Regions from separate parts of the Zea mays genome. Here region 1 is linked to region 2. The links are chromatin contacts, called in public Hi-C maps. All regions are on one chromosome and are shown on one strand. Each heading gives the region's core, a stretch centred on a gene start, on an enhancer-like site or on the middle of the called end of the contact. The rest is flanking DNA. Distances are from core to core; before and after follow the strand shown. Region 1 holds the start of LOC100276973. Region 2 holds the start of LOC103649694 (phosphoenolpyruvate/phosphate translocator 3, chloroplastic).

Evidence for each region. Hi-C and Micro-C count contacts between places; a contact is called where the count stands out from the background.
Region 1: a contact with region 2 is called in a Hi-C map of endosperm, with 3 times the contacts expected there. The contact joins the promoter of LOC100276973 here to the promoter of LOC103649694 in region 2. A contact is called at or near these places in 4 of 25 Hi-C or Micro-C datasets (ear, endosperm, leaf and 1 more).

The regions. Positions count from the first base shown.
Region 1 is chr3:12,463,727-12,469,056 of Zm-B73-REFERENCE-NAM-5.0, reverse strand. LOC100276973 reads right to left here and starts at 1,666. Exons shown (of 8, transcript NM_001150656.1): 1 at 1,443-1,666; 2 at 1,224-1,356; 3 at 340-462; 4 at 192-245; 5 at 1-44. The coding sequence starts at 1,544.
Region 2 is chr3:12,248,625-12,253,336 of Zm-B73-REFERENCE-NAM-5.0, reverse strand. LOC103649694 (phosphoenolpyruvate/phosphate translocator 3, chloroplastic) reads left to right here and starts at 1,950. Exons shown (of 9, transcript XM_008675425.4): 1 at 1,950-3,234; 2 at 3,339-3,467; 3 at 3,582-3,734; 4 at 3,881-3,966; 5 at 4,126-4,210; 6 at 4,282-4,401; 7 at 4,501-4,569; 8 at 4,668-4,712. The coding sequence starts at 2,833. It overlaps LOC100276684 (Dol-P-Man:Man(5)GlcNAc(2)-PP-Dol alpha-13-mannosyltransferase), which reads right to left and starts at 1,685. Exons shown (of 13, transcript NM_001150411.2): 1 at 1,498-1,685; 2 at 1,373-1,407; 3 at 1,111-1,248; 4 at 926-994. The coding sequence starts at 1,660.

The sequences.
Region 1 (5,330 bases), core at 417-2,916, 220 kb before region 2:
GTGCTTTTGTTCAAGCTTCTCAAATGCTTCAAATGCCTGCTCATCTGTCAAACACAAAAGTACAATCTAAGTAAAAAGGTTGAAGTACAGCTAAGTAACAACTAGCAGTAGCAAGTGTTCCCTTCAGTTCTTCGTGCTACCCAACAGGAATAGAGTCGTGAAAAGCAGATAATTTTATAAAGAAGTAAAACCTGACTCCTTATCCCACCGGAGTTTCTTGTTGGTTGCTTGCCCTCTTCTAGATCCTAAAAGGAACAAAATATAATGGTAGTTATGCGGAAAACATAGAGTTGAAAACAAATAATACTGCATACAAATGAGTTCAAGAGTCAAGACTACCTTGCACCAGTTCAGAAGGGAAATTTGAAGGAGCTAGTTTGAGATATGACGCAAGACCTTCACGTTTGCTTTGTGTCTTACGTTTCCTATCAGAAAATCTTTCAATCTCTTTGTCTTCATTCTCTGACAACATATGAAATCATAAGATAATTAAGGTAACAACACAAATTATATCAAAATAAAGCTAGAAAATACCATTGCAAAAAAAAGTACGACAAAAAAAAAGAATGCTTAAAGATGATACAGTAAAAATTGATTAACAGAACAAAGTCACGGCACTAGTAATGAACAAAGTTGCTTTTTATGATTTTGTAAAATCGTTTCTACAAGTTTCTCATTCTATAACAATATAATCCAAAGAGTACCAGCTAGTACAGTAAGATAACAAAACTGGCAATGCATATGAACCTTTTGAAACAATGGATAAAAAACCAAATAAAAGGACGCTCAATAATATAGGAATTCTTTTCAACAGATAGCAGTACAAAATTACTTTCCATACAACACTGTTTGTAGTTAATTATTTGATCATTTACTTACTCGAACAAAACATAACGTGCTTTCACCAAAGACTGAATTGACTGATCTATGAACAATTTTCGAGAGTTGTTGCCTACTGCATAGGTAAACCAAGTTTGACAACTTCACGGCAATTTATTTGAGGCTTCCTCCAAATTTATGGACCAACTAATTGAAAAAACTAAGTTGATGCCTGCAGATGATTCACAGGGTTGATTGCCTACCCAACAGGTTTAAAGAAAATCTTGACTTCCGAGCAAGCAAGCAAGCAGAACCGAAGATGAGGAGCACTACGCCACTATACCATTACGAAGAATCAGCATGATGAACAAAAAGAGAAGCCGTGATAAGTTCAGCCCTAGTACTTTTCTTGGGAGCATCCTCCTCCAGGTAGTAGCAGGAACTCCTCCAGAACTCCTCGAGTTTCAAGGTGGACACAATCAGCGCTTTCTCCTCGTTGCTCGCCTTGGCGCACTTCATCTCAGGCAGAGCGATGTCCTGCTCATTATGCAAGCACATCAGTTCTACTTATACCGCACCACGCAATGCAGCGTCGGGGCGGAGCCAGTGGAGCAGAGACTTACCGGAAAGTCCTCGTGTGGCACGTGCTTGGCCGGGTGGTCGTACCCGAAGCCCCCACCTCTCCCTCGCCCTCGGCCCCCTCTTCCACGACCTCGGAACGACATCGGGAAGCAACGCCGCGAGGCAGTAGATGGAGGTCGAAGGGGCGGGCGGGAACGCGCGTGGCGATAGGTGAGAGGACGGCGCGGCGCCGGCGGTGAGGTATGAGGGACGCGCAGCGGCCCGCAAATGAATCGAAACGGCCGGCGGCGGCGGTCACCCGGCCGGTGCTTCTGCTTCACCCGCAGTCGGCAATCGAGATGCACCGTTGGGCTGGTAACCCAACAAAGGACCAAAGTTTACAAGTGGGCCCAGAAAATCCAAGAACTAGCTAGACGGTTCGGTACACCCGACCCTGATCTCTCTTTACGAACGATAACGAGACGTAAGCCCAACGCGGCCCAACAACCTCTCGGCCACCGGCTCCGCCTCCGCCCCGTCTCCGGCCCAACTTTGCCCCTTCTGATCCGCGCACGGGGAGAAATTTGTGATTTTGCCACTCTCAATTTTGGTTGTCTGTTATTATATCATCCCATATCAAAACATTCACAGGGACTGGTCCTTTATTCTGTTTAATCGGTCAAGGACTTCAATCCCTAACTCTTAAAATCAGTTTATTCATGTTGACTGGTTCTTTAATCTGGTTTATTTATATTGTACAGACTTATCCCTAGCTAGCTGTTGATAACTAGTTTTAATTCAGACCTGTAGAGCCTTTTCTGTTAAACATTGATATACAAAACTAGATGCTAATGTTCTTGATTTTTGATTTTTTTTTCTGGGTTTCCCTAATGAATGGTGTTTCTTTTTCTAAATGGTTTCGCAGAGCAACCATCAAAAGCCATAGGTGGACCGCCCCCAGGATCTTTGAAAGTGAGCTTAGTTCATTTTGGCCTTTGGTCAGGGAACTTCAGCTGCCAGTTGGATTGATTTTTCTGAATATGTCTGGGTTACACAGCCCGTTACGTCTCGCCCTAAATATTTTGCATCTCATCTACTACTTGAGACCAAGCCGTTATTCAATATTTTTGTTTCTTGAGGAGGTTAGTCAAATGTCTATGTTATGTTATGAGTAAAAATGTTTGCAATGACCAATTTATGTTGCTCAACAAGGTATGATGTTTCAGATTTCATCATGCCATGCAAAAGTTGACTCACAGGAGGCCAGCCAATTTTTCTTTCTTCTAAACTAATGTACTGTTAATTATTTCAGCTTCATCATAGGGAGATGCGCTATGTTGTGTTGAAGGAGGAGATGAGTTTCGTGCCTATTTGTTTTTTCTCCTTTAGCTCTTAGGGTTGTAGTGGATGCTTGCTATTTAAATTGGACTAGTGTATCTTGCGCGCCCTACGCGCGATGTAAAATTTAGTATGAAACACAAAGAAAATATTTGGTAAGTAAAAGTATGCACATAAAAAGTTTTTTATGTGATTAATAATGCAATATATAGGGTTGTAGAAGTTTGTGAAAAGATGAATAAATATGTGGAAAATTTATAGGTACACATTTACACCGAAACAAAAATAATGCACAATTTCATATCTAAGCTTTTGAGGGAGAAGTTTAGGAAATTAATGCATTCTAAATTTAAAATGACTACACAAAGAAATAGACGTATTTCTAAAAGGTTGAAGTACATACCTATCTTACAGTGAGGTTCTTTTTTCTTTGAGAGCGAATATGATGGTCATTGGAGTAATGGAATAGTTATTGACAGAGAGGAAAGAGAAACAGTAGTTGTGTAATTCCTCGCAGTGAAGAAAAAACAATAATATAAGTGTCTGCTCTAAAAATGAAGAGAAAACTGCACAACCTAACCCAGTTTATATGAAACTATAACTCTTCAATATGTCGCTTCGATCCTTAGATATCCTTTAAGTTGGGAACAAATAGTTTTGAAGAAGTTAGTGGTAATTAGCTATTGTATGAAAAGATGATATTTTCATTAGTCACTCCATTAGCTGCATACTAAAATTCCATTCTAAGTAATAAAAATATAGAGCACTACGTGGCAAAAACAAACGGCGCAAATTGTTAATCGTATATAGGAATGTGGCCATGTGTACACAAATGATCGATAAAAATGAATAATCAAAATATAAGAGTAGATGTGTACACAAATGATCGATAAAATGAATAGTCAAAATATAAGAGTAGATGAATATATATGTGAAAAAATGTATAGGTACACATATTTGCACCGAAACAAAAAAAAGAACATTTCATTTAAAACATATCTAATGTTTATGACAAGGAATTATAAAACTAATGCAATTTTAATAAACAAAAGACTACATAAAGAAAGAGACGTAATTCTAGAAGGTTCAAATACATACCTATCTTCCAGCAAGGTGCTTTTTCTTCCAGAGTGAATAGTATGGTCATTCCTTGCACCCAGATCAGGTCTAAGTAAGTGATAATTACCTCGTGAGTCAAGAACAGGTCTAAGTAAGTGATAATTACCTCGTTAGGAAAATCTTTAAGGACCGGATAAATTATTCCTTGTGCCCAGATCAAATTCTGCCTGAATGTCTTATAAAAAAAACTTAGAACATAAATTTAGCCCTTTTTACGCAGTCGTAGTAATAATGCAATAAATTTGTAAACTCATGTATCAATAGATGTTGACCTCGACGTGCCTTGGCTGCATCGGCTAATCTTAGGAAACTTACACATTAAACAATGAGATACAAGGAAATTTACGTAACCAGCGGCAATCGAAAATTATATTTGGTTAAAGCAGGGAAAATGAAGACAAAGATCTATGGACAAGATACAAAATGAGAAGCATTTTGAGTAACACCGAGGATGTAGAAATCGTGAAGGAATAGAATCGAATCTAGATTTTACAAAGGTGAAACGGGTTACTATTTTCGTTGTACAACAACTAGGCGACAAAGTTGATATGTCCCAAAAAAGAGTTCCTGCAACAATCTATGAGCACGAAAAATGTTTTGTGGGCGAAATGAAGCGCAAGCAATACACACATCCTAAAATGGAGGAAACAAATCATGGATTAGACCGAGAAGCCAAAATCAGAGAAAAGCTTAAACCCTAAAATTTTTGGGGCAAATTGAGGAGTAGAGACGTTCATTCAATGCACAAAGTAAAACATTGTCCTTTCGAACCGTAATGGAGCACACAAACCAGAAACCCTAAACTTTGGGAGCAATGACTGAAAAAGAGATGCTTAGTTAATGAGCTAAGTAAAACAGTGGCCTTTTCGAACCTCAATGTATTAAAAAAAGCATGAGGTTCTCAGGTACAAGAAAATCTCGGTAAAAGGATGCCGAGCATGATTGAAAGCACAAATCTAGAAACAGACAGATGTCCACCGAATCGAAACGGACGACGAATGATAAAAATCCTATATGAGCAAACAACCGGAGCCGAGGAGGAAGCCGACCGAGAGGAAACTTCTATACGGAGGCGGAGTCAACGAGGAACCTAATGCCGATGAAACAAATGAACGCATAGAGGAAGGGATAAGCAAAACCTATTTCTCACTAAAACAAACGGAGCCGAGTAGGAACCCAACAGCAGATGAGGCGCCTGTGTTGATCCAGAAAGGAGCAAAAGGAAGAAAGCAATGTAAAGTGCCACAATTGGGAGAACAAGCGAGAAGCCAGAGAAGTGGCCGGCGGATTTCTCTGGAAAGCAGCTACCATTCTTTTTTGCCAGACCTTTTTTTTTTACCAAACAACGAGCTGCTGCAGCAGGAGCAACAGGAGCCCTTGCTTTGTAATCCAACGGTGCACAATTTATTGATGACGTGGATAGCCTCACATATGCCGTTTTGAACCGGCTTTGTTACAAGGAAATTTACAGTAGCCTCACATCGGTCTCATCT
Region 2 (4,712 bases), core at 701-3,200:
TAGCCAACACTACAGATATTATATCTTAGTCAAACTAAACAATGATTTGTTTCTAGATGAGTCGTCATGACATAATATCAATCAGTTTGTCAAAATTATCCTTGCTGAACTAAACAAAGGACTAAGAGCAACTCCAACAGGAGCCCTAAACACTGAAACAAATTGAAATATAAGGCTTAAACAAGAGAGGGGAGCTCCAACAGGAGCCTCATTTTAATAAAATTCATGTAAATGTTTTAGGGCTCAAGCTAAAGAGTGGCATATTTGGGACTCAAAACGTGCGGCCCAATACTGTTCGCGGTCTTTCCAACCTCCGCTGGACATTTCACGGAGACAACTTCCTCGCCGCCACCGATCCAGACCCACACGCCCGCCCCAATCTCATCGCTAGGTCACCCCATTCGTTTCTCGGCGACGAGCCGATGAAGAAGACGATCGTCCCCTCTCCATCTCGCCTTCTCTCCATCATCCTGCCTCCCCGTGGTTCGTCTCCCAGCTCCTCTCTTGATTTGCTAGGCTCTTGTCTGTTGTCTCACATCTCCCCTCCTCTTGATATGCTAGGTGCTTGATAGATCAAAGGCCGCCGTCCCCACGGTCGCAGCCGCTAGCGAGGGCTCAACAATTTTCTGGAAGCAATCGGAAAAAAGGGCGGGAATGGTGTTCAGAGTGGGAGGGAAATAGAGGGGGCTACGTACACGAACATGAGGTAGTTGCAAACGTAAGCTATTTTAGGGTCTATGATTGGAATCGATAATTGAATTTGGGCCCTAAACAAATAGAAACGGGTAGTAAATTAAATTATAAGGCTTAACTATAAGGCTCATGGTTGGAGTTGCTCTAAGGAAAAGACAGTTTTAGATGTGAATCCCTGAACTATAGCAGAACCAGAGGTTAGAAAAGAGTGATCAATTGCACAACTATATACCACTTCAGTCTTGACGTAAAGCAGAAGAGTGAGGCTCAAGTTGACAATGTACAAGACGCCAAACAAAATCTGCAGACAAACTCATCAGTCTTAAAACACTGCCAGACATCTGACCATGATGAGGTGGGAGGAAGCAACAGAAGAAACGAGTTCGTGCTGATAAACAGATTTGGCTGAGCCGTGACCTGAGCAGGGAAGACGCGGCCTCCCGTAAGGAACTTAACGGCGGAGTAGACGTAGAGGAATCCGGCCGGGTAGACCAATGGCCCTGTGTCTCCCTCGATCTTGGTGTAGTCCCTCTCCCCCTCCAGAAAAGCGTCCACCTAGCGCAGGAAGCACACACCAGCAGCCGCCAACCAAGATCACACCACCATCCCAAATTCGAAACTCTTGAACCAAAACAGCGGGGAAACGATAAAAAAAAAGGCTCCCCAATTGCGCTAGCACCTGGGACATGTAGGCGTCCCAGTCGATCTTGGTATCTGCAATCAGAAGCAACAACAGACCCGCTTAGCGGCGACGCAGAGACAAGGAGAGCTGAGCAATGAGGCTTCGCGCTCGGAGCTACAGACACGGGACGAAGGCGACGATGAGGGCGACGAGCGCGGCGTCGGCCAGCACCAGGAAGGCGGCGAAGTAGAGCGCCCTCCGGTGGTCCGTCGACCTGCCTGGCGTCTCCGTCGAAGCCGTCGCCAACGCCGTGCTACCGGAGCGTATCTTCTCCGCCCGCGCCATCCTTGGCGGCGAGCCACCACCGGGCGGCAGATCCAAGAGGCAGGAGCGAGCAACTCCACCGGCCGGCGGCGACGACCCCCCAACCCACCCACCAGTTCGTTTGTTCTCTCAACTGCCGAAGTGTGCGCCCCGGTGAGTTAGGCGGGCCGAGATGGGAGGTGGGCCTTTACCAACACGGCCCCCAGTCTGAATAATGGGCCTACCCTACCCGAAGCGTGAGAGCAATCGCGGCTCACTTGTACCAGCAAAGGACTTTGGGCTACGAGGCCTGCGATCGGACTTTCGTCGTCGTCGTCGTCTCACTCGGCGGGCGGTCGCCGTCTCCGTCGAGCGCGCGTCATCCTCCACTGCACGGCCACGACAGCGTTTCGGTCGATTCCACCCGCGCCCCGCCGCTCTCGCCTTGAATTGGCAGCCAACCACCAACGAATTCTTTATATTCCCATCCCATGGCTCACCGGGGCTTCGTCCTCTTTATCGCCGGCCCCGTTCGCGGAAAGCAAAGATCCACTATCGCGACGAAAGCGCCGCCGGACTCATTTCAGATCACAGCATGGCCGACGAGGCGGGCTGACCTGACGCTCCGAGCACACGAGAGGGCATGCCGCACGCCTGGTGGGATGCGTCCTTCTCTTCTCCCGTTAGTCCTTTTTTCTTTCAGAGAAATGAATATGATGTCCCCTGGCCTTATTCCCCATCTTGCGAATTGAATTCTCGAGCACTATGATGTGCCTGATCTTCGACCGTTTATCTCCCTCGTCCCCGCCCCCGCGTCAAGCGTGTATGTATTCCTGAGCTCACCTCACCGGTGACGCTACTTTCTGGATCGGAGGAAAAAAGGAACATGTGCCCGATCCAACAGGGTCAAGCTGCCGACGACATGGACACGAGTACACGACCAACTGCCAAGGTCGGACGAAGAAAGAAAAGCCGCCACGCAACAAGTCCAATTGTGCTTGTGCACTGCGGGCCCTGCCAACCTGCCTCGCGTCGTCTCACTGGCTCACTACTCGACGTGCTCGTATTGGTATAATCCCAGAGCCACAGGCACGAACGAGTACGGGATCCCGGGAAGATTCACGCCCGGCGCCACCTTTCCGTAGCGCCACGAGGCCACGACCACGAGTATTTTAAGCGTGGCCGGCGACCGTTCCGCGGGAAGACCGCGCAAGATGATGCAGGGCGCGGCGGCGGGGGGGACCTCTGTCTCCGGAGCCTCTTGGGCTCGGGCCACGCGCGGCCGCGCGGCCGTCCTCGCCTCGCGCCACGTCGGCGTGGGCGCCTCCTCCTCCGACTACTACTACAACCACTTCGGGCCCCGCGGCGCCACCGCCGCCCCGCTCCTCCGCGCCCGCGGGGGCGGGCGGCTCAGGCCTCTGCCGCTGCTGTCCGGCAGCGGAAAGAATGGGGAGGTCGCCAAGGCCGCGGCGGCGGCGGCATCGGTGCCGGCGGACGACGCGAGTGCCGCCGCGGTGACGACAGACGGCGGTGGCATTGCGGCCACGGCGCAGCTGGGCGCCATGATCGTCGCGTGGTACCTGCTCAACATCTACTTCAACATCTACAACAAGCAGGTCTGGCCGGCGGCCGTTCACCGCAGCATCTCAAGAGATCCTCAGATCCCCTCCACTCTTCTCCCCCCCTGATGATCAACACCAACCGTCGTCCCCCGTTGCAGGTTCTCGGCGCGCTGCCGTTGCCGCTGCCGTACACCATCACAGCCTTCCAGCTCGCGTTCGGCTCCCTGCTCATCTTCCTCATGTGGGCCACCAGGCTCCACCCGGCGCCCAGGCTCTCCGCTGCGCAGGTGAGGCCATTCTCCTGCGAGGGGAAGCTGCAATTTTTCCTCTCTCTCTCGCTTCCCCCCGCTTGGTTTGCTGGTTCGTAACCTGCCGGCGGCAACTTAACTTTGCGGCTGCAGCTGGGCAAGATCGCGCCGCTGGCCGTGGGGCACATGCTGGGCACGGTGTTCACCAACATGAGCCTGGGCAAGGTCGCCGTCTCCTTCACGCACACCATCAAGGCCTCCGAGCCCTTCTTCACCGTCGTCCTCTCCGCCCTCTTCCTCGGCGAGGTTCGCCACCCTCTCGCTCCGTCGTCGCACTCGCACCCTCCTGAAAAAGCACTCTCGCCGATTCCGCCGTGAATGGAATCGAGAAGAAACCAGAAAAGAAAAAGGTGGAGCCTATGATCAGTTTCCATTCCATGCTTGGTATGCAGGTTCCTTCCCTTCCGGTGCTGGGCTCGCTCGTGCCGATCGTTGGCGGCGTCGCCTTGGCGTCATTCACCGAAGTTTCTTTCAACTGGTCAGTGATGCCCGCTACGGCGCTACCTATTTGCCTATTGGAGAATCTTTGGATCCTACTGTAGTACCGAGCGATTCTTTCCCTTTTTTGCTGTTGGGACTCAAATGATTGGAGGAATCTTGACGGTTGTACACTGTAACTTTGTCTGGGTATCATCAGGACCGGGTTTTGGAGCGCCATGGCGTCCAATCTGACCAACCAATCGAGGAACGTCCTCAGCAAGAAACTCCTTGCCGGTGACAAGGTGAATCTTCCTTCCGTCAGAGTAGTACCGCTCGGCCGGTGAACACTAATGAGAACTGTCTCGTGACGCAGGATGTTATGGATGACATAAATCTCTTCTCGGTGATCACTGTGCTGTCGTTTCTGCTGTCCTGCCCTCTGATGATCTTTGCCGAAGGCATCAAGTTCACCCCAGGATACCTCCAGAGCACGGTAAGCGTTTCTAAATTCAGACAAGGTATACTTCAATCGGCTGTGTCGTCACTCCCAAGACTACGAGCTTACCATGATCTTGTTTTGGATATCACGTAGGGCCTGAACCTCCAAGAGCTGTGCGTGAGAGCAGCGCTCGCAGGTCTGTGCTTCCATGGCTATCAGAAGGTGAGGAGACAATCATGTTCTTCATCTCTTCGCCTCTTCCTCTGCCTCCAAAAAGAACAGCTTGTGTTTGATGCATGGTCTTCTATTGCAAATGGCAGCTCTCGTACTTGATCTTGTCGAGAGTGTCGCCAGTGACACACTCC